Linked DNA regions of Mus musculus: regions 2, 3, 4 and 5 are each linked to region 1. The links are chromatin contacts, called in public Hi-C and promoter capture Hi-C maps. All regions are on one chromosome and are shown on one strand. The core of a region is the stretch at or near the end of the contact, and the rest is flanking DNA. Distances in the headings are between cores, read along the strand shown.

Region 1 (2,864 bases), core at 103-2,602:
GGCTACTGACAAAAGCTAATTCGGGCTCTCTAAGCCAGACCGGACAGGGGCAGCCTCTGCTTCACACTTTCAGGCGGCTCAGACGCATCTGGGAGGATGCCCGAGAGCCGGCTCCCTCCTTGCCTCCCTTTCTCCTTCCTTTCCTCCGGGTTCCCCCGGGAAGGTGCACCTGGAATGGCTAGGCCTGGAAAGAGGGGCGGAGGTGGAGGTGGGAGGGGACGGGAAGGGGTGAGGCCCGAGGGAAGGGAGCTATTGGTGCGGGGGAGGCCGCTCCTGGGAGGCGGGTGTGTGTGTGTGTGTGGGGGGGGGGGGGAGCAGAGGTCGCTCCTCCCAGGCACCGCTTAAGGGGGAATTTGAGTAGCTGCTGACGCCCTGAGGAAACGGCCTACTGAGGCTCCACATTGTCTTTCGGGGTCCTGGGAAGGACAAGAAGAAGGTGTCGAGGGCACAAAGAGGATGGGCAGCGTTAGGTTGGAGCCACTGGAGAGGACAGTGTCCAGAAATCTGTGGAGAAAGAATAGTACCAGGATGAAGACTCATTCAAGAAACAAGAGGGTGCCCAGCACAGGGGCTGTAATGAGAGGAGGTAGCACCTAGAAAGAAGGTATTGCGAGCTGTCGCCTCCCAGTGAAAGGCGCACTTCAGTGTCCAGAAGAGGGTGGTATAGTGGGGTGACAGGCAGTACCAAGTTCAGTTGGCAGTGTTCTAGGGGATCAGTGTGAGGCTAGTGCCAAGCAGGGCCAAGGGAAGACGGGAGTGGCGAGGAGGTGAAGCCCCAGGGGAGGGCACAATGCGGGCTTTCCTTTCCCCGAGAGTGACATCATGGCAAATTCCCAAACCGGACGCACCCGGCTCCGGTGATGTCTAGCTGGTCCGAGCCAGCTCGCACCAGCTTTGGGGATCTTGGTGACAGTCTGAGGGGCTGGGCACCGGGTCCTGGAGGGCTGGTGCTCTGCGGGCGGGGTTCTGCTCCACCTGCCTGCAGCGCGGACTGTGCCCTCGGCCGGCACGCGGACTTCAGGGAAGGGCTAGGGCCGGGCTTCTCTGGGCCAAGGATCAAGGTTCCTGGCTGGGTTAGGCCCCCAAGCTTTCCACGCTTTGGGATCCACAGTCTGAAGAGGGCGCCGTCGAGCCGGGCGCAGCGCGGTACCCCGTCGGAGGTGGGACTTAATCTGTCCCCGCCTTGGACGGAGTCACCGAGTTTTGAGACTCGCCCACAAGGCCCGAGCACCTCGGAGGTGGCCCTTCCCGGCGGAAGTGAAGAAGCCCCGAGAAGGAGGCAGCGGAAGTGGCTGCGTGACTGCAGCCCGTGCGCACGCGCCCTCGGCCTCGTTGCCGCTTTTGGGGCGGTACTCTGCCCTGTCTTACTTTTCTCCACGTGAGGGGGTGCGCGAATCCCCAGTGGTGGCCGCGCGCTCACATCCTCTGCAGCTTTCGTGCCCTTCGCGATGGCGGGCATCCTGTTCGAGGATATTTTCGATGTGAAAGACATCGACCCAGAAGGCAAGAAATTTGACCGAGGTAAGCGGTGTCGGGGCGGTAGGAGGGAAGTGGCCAACATGCCCACCCACCCCAAGTGGCTGGCCCGCCCCACCCTCTCGGTACCTCCCTCAGGAAACAGTTTTTTTTTTTTTTTCGTGAATGAGAAACTTGAGACAGCTTTTTCTATTATATTTGCGGTGCCTGGTGCCCGGTGGGTGGCCCTTAGCTGGGTGCTGGCATACCCCTGGGAACCTTTCTAACTCCCTACACAGTTATTATGTGCTCTACCGTGCTCTGAACTTTATTCTTGGAAAAAGTAGATGGTGCCTTATCTCTTTTGTTACCCCAGGTCTTGCAGCGAGTTACCTACCTGCCTTCCTAACCAATAATTTTGTATTAGCCTAAGAACAAGTTAGCTCTTTCCGAAGCTCTCTGAATTTCATTCAGTTGACCGCTTGGTGTATTTATTTTCCCAACGATCCGGAAGTTGTTTCTTCTTGGTGTCGCTTAGCCTGGAGGCAAATGTCTTAAGACAGATGTCAGTTTTGAATACATCCCTCAGATTCCCTCAGCAGTGTCTCCTGCTAGAAAGAGGAAGTCTCAGGACCAGTGAGACTCTAGTCTAAATCATCCAGGCGTTTTTAGTTAGAGCCTGGAGACTGGCCACTGCTGGAGGAGCTTTGCCGCTTGCTTGGGACCCTGTCACTTGCTGAGGTTACTGCCTTCTTCCCTCTTGTGAATCTGATTCTGATTGCAGTTGTGGGAGGCTGGTGGGTGTGTGCATGTTAGATGATTTGATCTCTTGCATTTGACCCCAAGCTGGCATCGATAGACTTTGTAATCATGTCTGTCATGCACTCTTCCCCAGTATCCCGGCTGCACTGTGAGAGTGAATCTTTCAAGATGGACCTCATCTTAGATGTAAACATTCAGATTTACCCTGTGGACTTAGGTAAGTATTGAATACGGGCAATGGCAAGAGGATTTTGGTCTTAGGTGTCTACTTCTTTACCCTGATGTTGCTGCTCTATTCAGGTGACAAGTTCCGGTTGGTTATAGCTAGTACTTTGTATGAAGATGGTACCTTGGATGATGGTGAATACAACCCCACAGATGACAGGCCTTCCAGGTGAGGTAGCAGTAAACAAGTGACTAAGATAAGAATATAGTGCAGAGAAAGTATAATATGTAGATTATGGATATACATATGTATAACTATATGTTATAGAAAATTTGATTTCTTGGATACAATATGTATTATATACTATGCACATTACATGACAATGTATAACATAAGTTATATAATGTTATATATTAGATATAATATATAACATGTATGTTATAGTATATAATAACATATGTTAATACTATATATAAGTAAC
Region 2 (2,864 bases), core at 157-2,656, 2.5 Mb before region 1:
TGGGCATCATCAATCACAAATGGCATCTGGAAAATGCCTCCCCAAATTGGAAATTAAGCCTTTGGTTTTATCTTTCACATCATCTGATTGTATTTACAACCAGCATCACAAAAAAAAAAAAAAAAATCACAGGATATCATGAAACAAGACTGTGTATTTTGACACTCCTACACACTCAAACATCAATGGGTTACACACACCCAAGTCCTTGGCAAAGTAGCTTGGGAGAAACTTCCTCTTCTGTTAAAAAAAAAAATACCCACCATGAAAAAGAACATGATATACTCAAAAGGAAGAGCAGCCGTAACAGTTTTTACTGAGGGTTATCCAAGCACTTGTTAGTTTACAATCCCTCCAGCAATAATACCCAAGCTTGAAATTTTAAGCCGAAAGAAGCTAGGAAAAGTATGACAAATAAGCTCTAAGATTCTGACTCAACTTGGAGAATTACAAGGACATGCATGTTTAAATCTGACAAGATCACGTGCTTTGATAATATAGAGAAATCCCAGACTCACTACCTAACTCAACAGGATAAAGAAACAGAAACCTTTCGTTCGGTTTCTCAGCACTGCGGCTAAGCTGCGGCCGACACACGAGCCACCAACAAAGCCGCCCCCGCCCAGAGTCCGCGCGTCTAATATCTGTACCCTGCGCTGGGACGCGAGCTTTCCCCACCGAAGGCGCAATGTCCTAATGAATGAAGGGGTCTGCGTGCAACTGGAAGGAGGATTGCCGCCCCTAATGGGAAGATCACAAGTGGGCCACGACGGAGGAGATCGGCCACCTCCAGGTCCCCAGGTGAAGCCGGGAGCCCAGTTTGGGCATGGCTGTTCATCCGCAGACCACAAGGTCACGCGCCGCCCTGTAGACCCCGAGATCGGAGTCTTGGCCAGCAGCTCCCACTCGCGGACCCCCAAAGACCTCGAGCACCCCAGGCCCAGGCGCCTCGACAGGCCCCGAACCCGCAAGCCAGCGAGGGTTGGAGGCCGAGGCGCGGGCCGCCCACGTGGCCGCCCATAGCGGCCCTTGCCTCTCCGGCTGCCCTGCCCCACCCGGGCCTCGCTGTACCTTGGCGGCCGCCATGGGGGCGCGGCGACGGTGGCTCGACTAGCTCAGGCGTCGCTGGCTCGGCGGCCTCTGGGCGGCTAGTCGCAGCTCCTTTCCTCCGCGTCTGGCGCCGGCGCTCCCGCCCGTCCGCTCTTCCCTCCGCCCCCCGACCCGAACCCTGACCCCTGACCCCAGCGGCGGGAAACGCGCAGTGATTCAAAACCAGTGTAGCTTTATTGGCTCCGACAGCGGACATTCATTGTCCGGCCCGCCCCGCGCTTCCCGCCAAAACGCCCGCGGCGCATGCCCGGCCGCGCCTCAGCCCGGGGAGCGCGCTCTCCCGGCGACCCACGCGCGCACTTCCGCCTGCAGGCTGAGTGCCTCCGACGCTGGCGTGAGCGGCTGCTGGAAGGATCAGTCGGGACTCGGCGCGCGGCGGTGACGTCATCGGAACCAAGCCCTTAGAGAGAGGAGACGCAGCTAGTGTGCGCTGGCCAGCCGAAGGCAGGCGCAGCGTGTGGCCCTTGGGGACAGTGCATCCGCAAACCTCAGTCCCAGCTCTGAGCACCCGAGTTTTGAGTCCCTGTGTGGAGCTGCGGTCTACCTTCACGGCGGCGTACCTCGTATCTGCGCCCTTGTTGGGTGGGAGGCCGAGCCGGTGGTCCTCGTGAGCACCCTGGTCCGGGCAACAGACGAGCCAGGAGATGAGTGAGCCGGCCGCGGAAGTAAAGCAAAGGGAGACGTGCAGGAGATGTGGACGGGGTGGGCGGAGGTGGGTTGGGGCAGCAGTCATTACTGTCGGATCAAAGATAGGATGGGGGAGAATTGGGTCTCGAGAGTAAAAGAACGGGTTTCTCCAGGGCTTCGTGGAGTGTGCACTAATGGAGATCTGTCAGCGGTTTGGGGGAGCGAGTCATACCAATTAGAGCCTTCAGCCAGGCCCGTCTGTTCCCACGTAGGTTCCGGAGCCCATGGAGGACTGCGGCCAGGATGCCAGTGCTGTACCCAGCTCTGCGGCCCCACTATGTCAAAAAGAGGAAGCAGGGCCTGGGCCAGCTGCAGGGCCTGGAACGCAGCCTGGGCTCTACAGCTACATAAGGGATGACTTGTTCACATCAGAAATCTTTAAACTGGAGCTCCAAAATGTACCTCGCCACGCCAGCTTCAGTGACGTCCGGCGTTTTCTAGGCCGTTTTGGTCTACAGTCCCACAAAATCAAACTCTTTGGACAGCCACCATGTGCCTTTGTAACATTCCGAAGCGCTGCTGAACGAGACAAGGCCTTGCGAGTGCTGCACGGTGCTCTCTGGAAAGGCTGTCCGCTCAGCGTACGCCTGGCCCGACCCAAGGCTGACCCCATGGCTAGGAAGAGGCGGCAAGAAGGTGATAGTGAGCCATCAGTAACACAAATTGCCGATGTGGTGACCCCTCTGTGGACAGTGCCCTACACTGAGCAGCTGGAGCAGAAGCGACTGGAATGTGAGCGGGTGCTACAGAAACTGGCCAAGTGAGTGTGGTGCTGACATCCCAAGCAGAGCTGGGTTTTGCTCTTGGCCTGGTCCATTAGCCATGTAAGCAATTCAAGATACACACAGAGTTTATGTCAATGGTTCTGTACCATTGGTGGGAACCAGTGGGTCACCAGACTTTCAGAGGGGTTGCCTAAGACCATCAGAAAACACATTTACATCATGATTCACAACATTAGCAGATTACAACTACAAAATTAAAAAATGTTATGGTCGGGGATCACAACATGATTACAGGATCACAGGCACCATTAGGAAGGTTGAGAACCACCAGTCTGAAGTGGT
Region 3 (2,864 bases), core at 218-2,717, 2.4 Mb after region 1:
AACCATAACGAAAACATCTGTTAGGCACATGTAGTCTTCCTCAGAAAAACTGAACTTTGTTGAGTTTCTTAGATCAGGAAGTATTATTTATTTTTATTTTTATGGCAACTTTGAAAGAGACTCTACACAGGATGGCCAATCCATTTTGTCACTCACTCACTTGTCCCTTGAGGCAAGGTCTCATTATATAGCCCTTGCTGGCCTGAACCCTCTAAGACTTGCAGGGATCCACGAGCCTCCACTTCCTGAGTGCTAGGGTTAAAAGTCCATGTCACCACACCCGGTCTCTATTTTGTCATCATTTTGTAACAGTTTCTGACACAATAACTTCCAAATAAGTACAGGTTTTATTTTTGAGTAAGGATAGCACATAGGGCTGGCAAGATGATTCAATGCTGGCCTTAGGGCATGCTGACCTAAGTTCCATCCCCAGGACCCACTTGTGGGATCCAAGTAGTAGGAGACGAATCAACTCCTAAGAGTCGTCCGTTGACTTCCACGCGCTGAGGTGCACACTCAATAAATAAACAAATACAATTTAATCTAATTTAATCTTTTTAGAGCCAAATACTTTTCGTAAATTACCAAACTGAGCCTTTTCCTTCTCTGGTTAGTCAGTCTTTGGTCTTCTGAATTAATGAGAAAAATTTTTGAGTGTTCAGGATACTTTCATATTTTAAAATTCAAGGATTAAATATCTTATATTTTTTTGCAAGGGGCTCGAGTTGTGGCTGACTGGAAACGTCTAGGCTTATGCAGCCATGCAAGTTTATTACGAGCAATACGAACTATATTGTCTCAATTTCAGTAAGGCAATATTAGATGATTAAAATCGTTTTTGTTTTTTGTTTTTGTTTTGTTTTACCAGAAGAGACAATCAGCTCTTGAAGTGCTAGGGCTGAGTCTGCCAGAAGCACCCATTTACATTTCTGTGTTACAAAGAATGACAGGTCCTTTGCACAAGTTGGTAGTGATTCTATCAGTCATTTCTCGCACCTGTTAGGTTGAAATTATTAGCATTATTTTTTAAGCCAGAGCTGAAGACGACCGACCAGAAAGAGATGAAAATCGAATCACCACCCTAGGGACATCTGTTAATGATACTACACACTGTGCTTCTCGTCTTACAAAAATAGAACTGCAAACTGGATTTCCTAGGATGTGCTGGGTGGCCGACATTTTCCGTGGCAGGGGTTTCACACGTTCCAGATCTGAATGGATATTAAATGGCTGGGCGAAATGCCAGGTAGCCCTTTCCTGTCACATTAAACAGCAGTGAGAACGGGCGGGGTAACCCTATTCTGTTCCGGCACGGAACGCGGTGGCTCGGACCAAGGGCACGCTGACGCGCAGGTAGCCCGGAGCTGCGTCCTGGAGACGCCGCCCGCCAGCGAACAGCGCCACCGGCTTCCGCCCTAAGCGCCCAGGGCTCCGCCGGCCTCTGCGGCAGGGCCGCGGAAACCCCGTAGGAGCAGGGCGGCCGAGGAGCGCGGCGCGCGGTCGCGCTGCTGCAATATTCTTCCGCCGAAAGCAAAGAGTCCCAGACCCGTTCCCGATTCGTGGATCTCCGGGAACGCTGTAATACCAAGTAATAGTGAAATGTGGATTTTGTCATCGACTCCTGTAGGGCTTCACCTCCGGTAACAAACTCCAGGAGTACAATTTTGTGGCTTCCGAAAGGGGAATAAGGAAATTCCTCCGCGAGAAACGGGTTCCGGCCGCGAGCCTATAAAAAACGGGCGGCGCCGTCCGCCTGTCTTTTCAGTCGGGCGCTGAGTGGGTTTTCGGATCATGTCTGGTGGCTCCGCGGATTACAACAGGTACGGCGCTCCCGGGGCGGCCGGTGGCCTGTAGTCAAGGTCACTAGGACCCGCGTTGAGGTGGGTTGCTTGGCGGCCACACTGCAGGTATGCGGGCTTTTTCTTAGGGCACACACTTCTCCTTGTGCCCTTCGAGAAGCTTCCATGATGGTAAGACTCCAGATGTTGGGGAGACAGGACGGATACAAGAACGGAGTATTAAGGATGCCCTTTCTTAGGACACATTGTGACATCTTGGCTGCTGCCCCTCCCCGTACGGGATATGGCAAGCGGAGCCGTGGCGCAGACTGCTTAGGGGCGGGTAACCGGGACCCGAAGGTTTATTGGCGGCCAGTGGCGCGAGCTGGCGTTCTTAGGGTTCTGTCGAGATGGGAGATTGGACGGCCAGGGGACGATCACCCTGGACCGTGAAACGGAGCGACGGAGCCGTTGGCATGGACCTGCCTGGGCCTTTCGGCGTCAATCACGCCGGCTTGCGCAGAGTTAGGGGCGGAGCTCGGCGCGCGGAGCACTCGCGAGAGCTTCGCTTCCCAAGCGGGAGGGCCTGGTCCTAGGGCACTGAGTAAAGGGGCGTCTATACTTAGGGGTCCAAGTCCCAAGCTGTTGGGGAGGGCGAATGGCGCTTCGCAGCATTGCGGCCGGTTTTGAGGCGTTTTCAGCAGAGCACAGGGGCGCGGAGGGGAATGAGGTACGGGGTGGAAGGGCCCTTTAAGGGTCTCTGCGTGGCTTGGAAGCAGTATGTCTAACTGCAGTGTTGTTGTCAGCAGAGAACATGGCGGCCCAGAGGGAATGGACCCCGATGGTGTCATCGAGGTAAGGAGTGGGTGTGGACGTTAAAGGTTTGGAAAGGTACATTTTTTTTTCATGTCTTATTCATAGTTTCATTATTAACTTACAGAGCAACTGGAATGAAATTGTTGATAACTTTGATGATATGAATTTAAAGGAGTCCCTTCTTCGAGGCATCTATGCATATGGTTTTGAGAAGCCTTCAGCTATTCAGCAAAGAGCTATTATCCCTTGTATTAAAGGTAAAACTCTATT
Region 4 (2,864 bases), core at 139-2,638, 2.1 Mb after region 1:
AAATATATACATTATACAGTTTGACTATACAAGAAAGTACCATATACAATGACTATACACAATGAAACATTTTTAAAAGGAAGGGAGTTGATTATTCTGGAACATGCTACGATATTTAATAGGTGAGGATATATATCATTAAATTAGACAGCTTTGTAAGTTACCATAGACTTGGCCTTTTACTTTGAGTGCAATGAAAAGCCACTAAAGGTTTTAAGCAGGAGAGGATGATTTGACATAGTTTTTAAAAAGCGGGAGTGCGCTGGGGATAGTTCAGTCCATAAAGCTTGCCACTTACTTGCCATACAAACAGGGGGTCTTGAATTCCGCCCATTGTAGCAACTGCAACAACAACGTCCTGGATTCCCAGCACTCAAGAGACAGAGACGGTTCTCGAGCTCCTGGGTCCACCAGCCTAGTCTAATCTGTGATCTCCAGGTTCCCTAGTGCGCTCCCGAGTGCACACAATCATAGGGTGGAGAGCAGAGGAACTTTAAAATAGTGTATCAAGATATGAAGTTTGGAGGCAGGGAGATCGGTTATGAGACCTTTGCAAGCAGGAGATAATTATGACTCAGAGGTGGAGCTATAGTGGACAAGCACACATTACGGTTCACTGATAAAAATCTGAATAGGTTATGCAGGAAGCTAAGCTGAGAAGCTGTCCTAAACAACTAGTTGTCTGAGGTAAACAAAACTGGAGAAAAGAGCAACCGATGAACAAGCTCTAGTGCCTTTTATTGATTGCATGCTTGCTGTGTGCAATTCTGCTAGGAAACTTGCAGGAAAAAAAAAAGTTTAATTAATTCCCAACACTGCCAGAGAACGCTTTGCCTTAGTTCTGTAGAAAACAGGTTCGAAAGTGGGGTGGAGATGGGGCTGCCTCACCGCTACGGAGTGCTGGAAGCCGAATCTTAACTTAAGTCGGTCTCTATGGCGGCGTCTCTACAAGGTACCAGGTCCCTCTTTTCCACGGTAGCGAGACTGTAATAAGTTAGTACTGGGAGAGCCTATCCCCAGGCAAGACGCCCCACGTACTTTGACACCTCCTGGGGTTGCACTTCGGTGAGCGCTCGCAAGTCACGTGTGCACATGGCGTAGCTTCCAGACTGGTAGTAAGACCTCTCTCAAGCAATTGGTCGGAATCGGGAAGGAGCCTCGCGATTGGTGGACATTCGGGTTTCCTACAGCAGCGCGCTCTTTCTCGGCTCCTAACTCTCTCCGGTTCTCAGCCGCTTCCGGGCGGCGCGAACCTCTGACGTTTTCTCTTCCCATTGGCCGGCGGACACGACGGCTGTTCTGCTGTCTGATTGGCTTCCCGCGCCGCCTCGGAGGTGAAGTGTACCGCGCTGATTGGCTGCGGAGTGGCGGCCGCGTGTGATGTCCCCGGCGGCGATTGGCCCACGCCTGGCTGCTCGCCGGCTCTGGGGCTCCCGGAAGGTGGCAGCTGAGGAAGGGGCGCGCTACCTGTCTCCGCGGCCGGGCAAGAGAGAGACCCCGGCGTGAGGCGGCCTCCCTGGGCCGGAAGGGCTGGTCAGCCGACGCAGCGGCACCGGAGGCTGAGAGGGTAGGACCAGGGGACGCCATGGCCCCGCAGAACCTGAGCACCTTCTGCCTGTTGCTGCTGTACCTCATCGGGACTGTGATCGCCGGGTGAGGAAGGGGGCTCCCGCGCGTGCAGCAAGAGGCCGAGGGGCGGCCCTTGCTGAGAAGGACGCGGGTGACATCGAGGAGTGAGGGAGGGGCACTGCCGGGTCGAGGGACAAGGGGGTAGTGTGGGCCAGGCTGGCGGTGCAGGGCCAGGTTTCCCCCAGGAAGAGCGGGGGTTGGTTGCAGAGCCAAATACCACGTTTGGGGATTGGAGGGAGTTAAGTGGCTGTGAGCAGAAGAAGGGAGGCGGACGTCTGAGGGATGAGGCTCTTGATGGAAATGAAGGAAGCGAGTGTCAAGCTGGGGTTGAGATTATAGATACGTCCTTGACGTCTGAGTTCCAGAGTGGGACTGTGGGTTACCCAGTTTGCAACAAGCCTCCAAAAGGCTGACACTAAAGTGGGTGGGCCATGATGCCATGTCAAATGAGGAGAGCAAGAAAGGAAGCCAAGCTCAGACTGAAGAAAGTTGGCTTGAGAGAGCAGCAAGACACTTTAGAGAGACCTTGTACTTCCCACCTTCTTGGGCTAACGAACCTGAACTGTCTTCTTGCCTCGCTGCCTCTCACCATGGTTCCTTCCTGAGCTGGATGGTCTGAGTGACAACAGTTCTCTAACAGGCGATAAAAACTGGGATTCTAGTCTCATGCCACTCTTAGGAATCCTACAAGCTTGAAGGAACTGTGTCAAGTTCCTGAAATCAGGGATAACTGTGCCAACTTTCAGGGAGAAAGAGCAGGCTTAAAGTTTCTCCCAGCATTTAAATGCATGCACGACCCTATAGATGTGGTGACTTAGGATATGGTATGTTGGACTTGTGTTCTAGAATGCCTTCACCCTCAATCCCTTCTTTGGGCTGATGAAAATAGGTGGGTCAGAACTCAAGGTCATTTTCAGCTATCGACTGAGTTCCAGATTTGCCTGGCCTATATCACATGCTATTTCAAATATATACATAACTGCAAAAATAAAAACACACCAAAAGCTCATAGATGTCAGATTTTGACAATTTATAGGTTGTTCATAATGGGAAACTCACTGCTTAGCATAGCTTTTAAAGTTATTTTCTTTATTTTGTTTTGTTTTGTTTGCTTTAATCTTATCATTTCTTCTTTGTGACATACTTTAAATTTCTCAAAGTTGACATTTCTTACATACACTTTATTGTTTTGTTCTTGTTTGATTAAGCCACGGAGTACCCAAGGTACATCAACA
Region 5 (2,864 bases), core at 212-2,711, 2.1 Mb before region 1:
TCTCAGAGCCTCCCTGGCTTCGTCCAACAAAGTGAAAGAATTCCCGGGTCCAACAAAGTGAAACCGGTGCAGTAGTGATCCCAAACATCCTCCCCCCAAGTCACACGGACACCCCAGCACTCCAGCCTTCAACTCTCAAGACCTGGCCAGAGCCTCCCCAAGAACCTGTTTGCAAAAGGCTCAGCGTATGTTTTCCTATTTCCTCCCTCTCCTCTAAATCCCTCCAGTGACATTCACGGCCCTCGTTTGCCTGCCCGGACCAGAAGGCCAAGCCGCTGTTGTCTTCAGGAGGCTGTGTTGGGTGGTATGGACAGCTAAAGAGCCTGGAGAAAATCCACAGAGCAGCAGCTAAGGACAGGCCTAAGTTCCCCAGGGAGGGCTGCACAGCAGGGAAACAGAAACCTCGAGAAGGCTTTGCAAACAGGCCCTGAGCCTCCTTGGCCACGGAGCTGGTGTGTACATTAGACACAACCCAGCACCCGCCTTTGTCTACTGGTCAAATCGGGAGCATCTGCAATTGTTCCTTTTTCCCTCTCGGCCCTGAAAACAAATAACCAGGCACTGGCACGGATACCCTGCCAGGCTTGTGAAGAACCGGGCCCACAAGCGGCCAAAATTGAGGCCCAGGAAAACCAGGTCTCGAGTTCCCGGAAAATGAGCGCAATGGCTTTTAAGGGTCTTAACTCTTTCCTAAAATTATCCATACACCTAGGGGATGTTTGCTCTTTGGATTGCCCTACATACTGAACGAAACCCACGCGGGAGTTTCCTAGGTGGCAGCTGCCTAACCGCCGCAGTCGGGCGCACATTCGGCCCAAAGATTTCCCTCGAATTCGAAGAGTCCCAGGACTCGCGGTTGGCGCTCCGCGGGTTGTCGCTGGAGCCGGGTCAGCAGAGAGGCCAGAAGGACTCGCAGGTGGCCCCGCTGCACCTTCATCCGCTTTTCAGCCGGGCTCCTGCGCATCCCTGACACGCAGTCAGAGGCACAGAACGCACGTGGACAGGGGCGCGGGGAAGGGGCGCCTGACCTGCCTGCCTTGGTGACGATCATCTCGGTGCCCAGCTGATTGAACTCGTCCCACAGCGCCTTCATCTCCAGCTGCACGCTCACGCTGGCCACCTTCGGGTTCTTCTTCACCGGAGCCTTGACCGCAGCCGCGCGGCTAGCCCCCGGACCCTCGGACTCCGCCGCCGAGCTGCCAGCCGCCCCGGGGGCGGGCGCGAAAGGATAGGCGCGCGGCGGCGGCGGGCCCGGGGCACCGGGGACTGCAGCGCACGGATCGTAGCGCGGTGGCGGCGGCTCGCGAGGGCCGAACGGGTCGGCGCCAGGCGACGGGGATCCCAGGCCGCTCAGACTGCTGGCTGCGAAGGCTGCAACGTCGCAGAAGTGCGAGAGCTGCGTGAGCCACGGACTAGACACGGCGGAGATCATGACCCGAAGGCCACCCGCCGCTGATCAGAGCGCCGTCCCGCGCGGCGGGCCGAGTGGCGGGCGCTGCGCCGCACGCGCCCCGGGCCGCACCGCCCCACCCCGCGGGCCGGCCCCGCGGAGCCGCCCCGCCCCGCCCCGCCCCGCCGAGACAATAGCCCGTGCCCCTCCCCCCGCCCCTCCCCCGCCGAGGCTCCGCGGGCCCGGGCCCCCCGACCGCTCCGACCGGCTCCGGGGACGACGGGCCGGTGCGCGGCCCTCCCCGCCGCCAGCGCGCTCTGGCTTTTCTTCTGTGCCAGACGCTCCCCAAGTTCTTCTTCCTCTACCTTTTGTGTCCCTGGTTTCAACTTCTCACATTCTGTCTCCTTTCTCTCGCTCCAGCTTCTTCTTAAACCCCCTGCCTCTCTCTTTTCTCGGTGTCACTCTCTCCAATTTCAAATTTTCATGTCTTCCCTTCCGTCTAACTTCTTCCTCTTATTTTTGTGTGTTCTCTACTATTCGTCTTTGCCCTTTCAATCGTAAATGAATCTTCAGCCTTTCTCTTGTTCTTTAATGAAGTTACATTTCTGTCTCAAGCTATCCTATCCTTCATTTTCTCTTTCGTTATCTTTATTTCCTTTGCGTGTATCTGCCTTTCTCACCTTTGTCATATTTTCTGTTTTCTCCTTTTTTTTCCCCTCTTGGCTGCTCTCATTGATTTGTATTTTTGGTTTTTGTTGTTGTTGTTGTTGTTTGTTTGTTTGTTTTTGTTCCCCCGCCCCCTCCTTTTACTGCGTTCCCTGACTCTTCTCTAACCATCTTTGCTTCTTCCAGCTCAAAGGCGCCCCTTCTTCAGACTTCAGAAGACTGCTCAATCCCAGAAGTTGGAGTCCTAGGATGGTGGGTGGACTGACTTTGGGGAATGCCGCCCTTTCTTCCTGTCCCAGAGTCCCAGCTTCAAGGTTGGAGCCCACCCGGCCTAGAGCTCCTTCCCACCCGCTGGGCCGCAGGGCCTCACAGCAGGGGACTGGCGGGCGGCCTGACAGTATAGACGCGGACAGAAGGGCTCACCTTCCATGTCCCTGGTGACTGTGCTGAAGTGCATCCCGGCTGGGGATCCTGGTAGCCGGCGAAGTTTCGCCCGGTCCGAGGGCCTGGGGCCCCGGTGGGCGGTGCCCTCCGAGGCCTCGGCTGCAACAAGAGAGGCGATGCTGAACGCGCTGGCCCGGGCAGACAGCGGGCTCCGCGCGTCCATAGGCGCCCGGGCCTGACCGGCGCCGCCTCCGACTGCGTACGCCCAGCCGCACCGCGCCCAGCCCAGCGCAGGGGGCCCGGGGGCGGGGGCCTGTGGTGCCACTCACAGCCGCCGGTCCAGGGCCCAAGGGATTATGGCGTCATGAGACCCCCCCCATTTTCAGCCAATATTAGCCCAGGAGTCCGAACATTTGGAGCACCC

What was found. Promoter capture Hi-C pulls out the DNA fragments that hold promoters and counts their contacts. A called contact is a pair of places that touch in the nucleus more often than the background predicts.
Region 2: a contact with region 1 is called in a promoter capture Hi-C map of liver, with 8 times the contacts expected there. The contact joins the promoter of Trmt2a here to the promoter of Polr2h in region 1. A contact is called at or near these places in 8 of 39 promoter capture datasets (the C10 cell line, cranial neural crest, embryonic stem cells and 4 more), 1 of 115 datasets of contacts at active chromatin or transcription factors (astrocytes) and 2 of 9 other capture datasets (adipose tissue and liver).
Region 3: a Hi-C map of uterus shows a contact between it and region 1, with 5 times the contacts expected there. The contact joins the promoter of Eif4a2 here to the promoter of Polr2h in region 1. A contact is called at or near these places in 4 of 39 promoter capture datasets (the 3T3-L1 cell line, the HPC-7 cell line, hematopoietic stem and progenitor cells and 1 more), 1 of 484 Hi-C or Micro-C datasets (uterus) and 1 of 9 other capture datasets (adipose tissue).
Region 4: a promoter capture Hi-C map of liver shows a contact between it and region 1, with 8 times the contacts expected there. The contact joins the promoter of Dnajb11 here to the promoter of Polr2h in region 1. A contact is called at or near these places in 4 of 39 promoter capture datasets (erythroid cells, liver and pre-B cells) and 1 of 9 other capture datasets (adipose tissue).
Region 5: a promoter capture Hi-C map of hippocampal neurons shows a contact between it and region 1, with 5 times the contacts expected there. The contact joins the promoter of Tbx1 here to the promoter of Polr2h in region 1. A contact is called at or near these places in 2 of 39 promoter capture datasets (cranial neural crest and hippocampal neurons) and 1 of 9 other capture datasets (adipose tissue).

Annotation. Positions count from the first base shown.
Region 1 is chr16:20,716,474-20,719,337 of GRCm38.p6, forward strand. Polr2h (polymerase (RNA) II (DNA directed) polypeptide H) reads left to right here and starts at 1,353. Exons shown (of 5, transcript NM_145632.2): 1 at 1,353-1,521; 2 at 2,351-2,434; 3 at 2,518-2,611. The coding sequence starts at 1,449. It overlaps Clcn2 (chloride channel, voltage-sensitive 2), which reads right to left and starts at 163. Exons shown (of 24, transcript NM_009900.2): 1 at 1-163.
Region 2 is chr16:18,247,477-18,250,340 of GRCm38.p6, forward strand. It overlaps Trmt2a (TRM2 tRNA methyltransferase 2A), which reads left to right and starts at 1,407. Exons shown (of 12, transcript NM_001080999.2): 1 at 1,407-1,775; 2 at 2,010-2,557. The coding sequence starts at 1,755. It overlaps Ranbp1 (RAN binding protein 1), which reads right to left and starts at 1,218. Exons shown (of 6, transcript NM_011239.2): 1 at 1,072-1,218. The coding sequence starts at 1,086.
Region 3 is chr16:23,106,001-23,108,864 of GRCm38.p6, forward strand. Eif4a2 (eukaryotic translation initiation factor 4A2) reads left to right here and starts at 1,468. Exons shown (of 11, transcript NM_013506.3): 1 at 1,468-1,820; 2 at 2,588-2,633; 3 at 2,719-2,851. The coding sequence starts at 1,792.
Region 4 is chr16:22,856,457-22,859,320 of GRCm38.p6, forward strand. It overlaps Dnajb11 (DnaJ heat shock protein family (Hsp40) member B11), which reads left to right and starts at 1,389. Exons shown (of 10, transcript NM_001190804.1): 1 at 1,389-1,653. The coding sequence starts at 1,586. It overlaps Tbccd1 (TBCC domain containing 1), which reads right to left and starts at 1,213. Exons shown (of 8, transcript NM_001081368.2): 1 at 889-1,213.
Region 5 is chr16:18,585,508-18,588,371 of GRCm38.p6, forward strand. It overlaps Tbx1 (T-box 1), which reads right to left and starts at 1,462. Exons shown (of 7, transcript NM_011532.2): 1 at 1,029-1,462. The coding sequence starts at 1,432.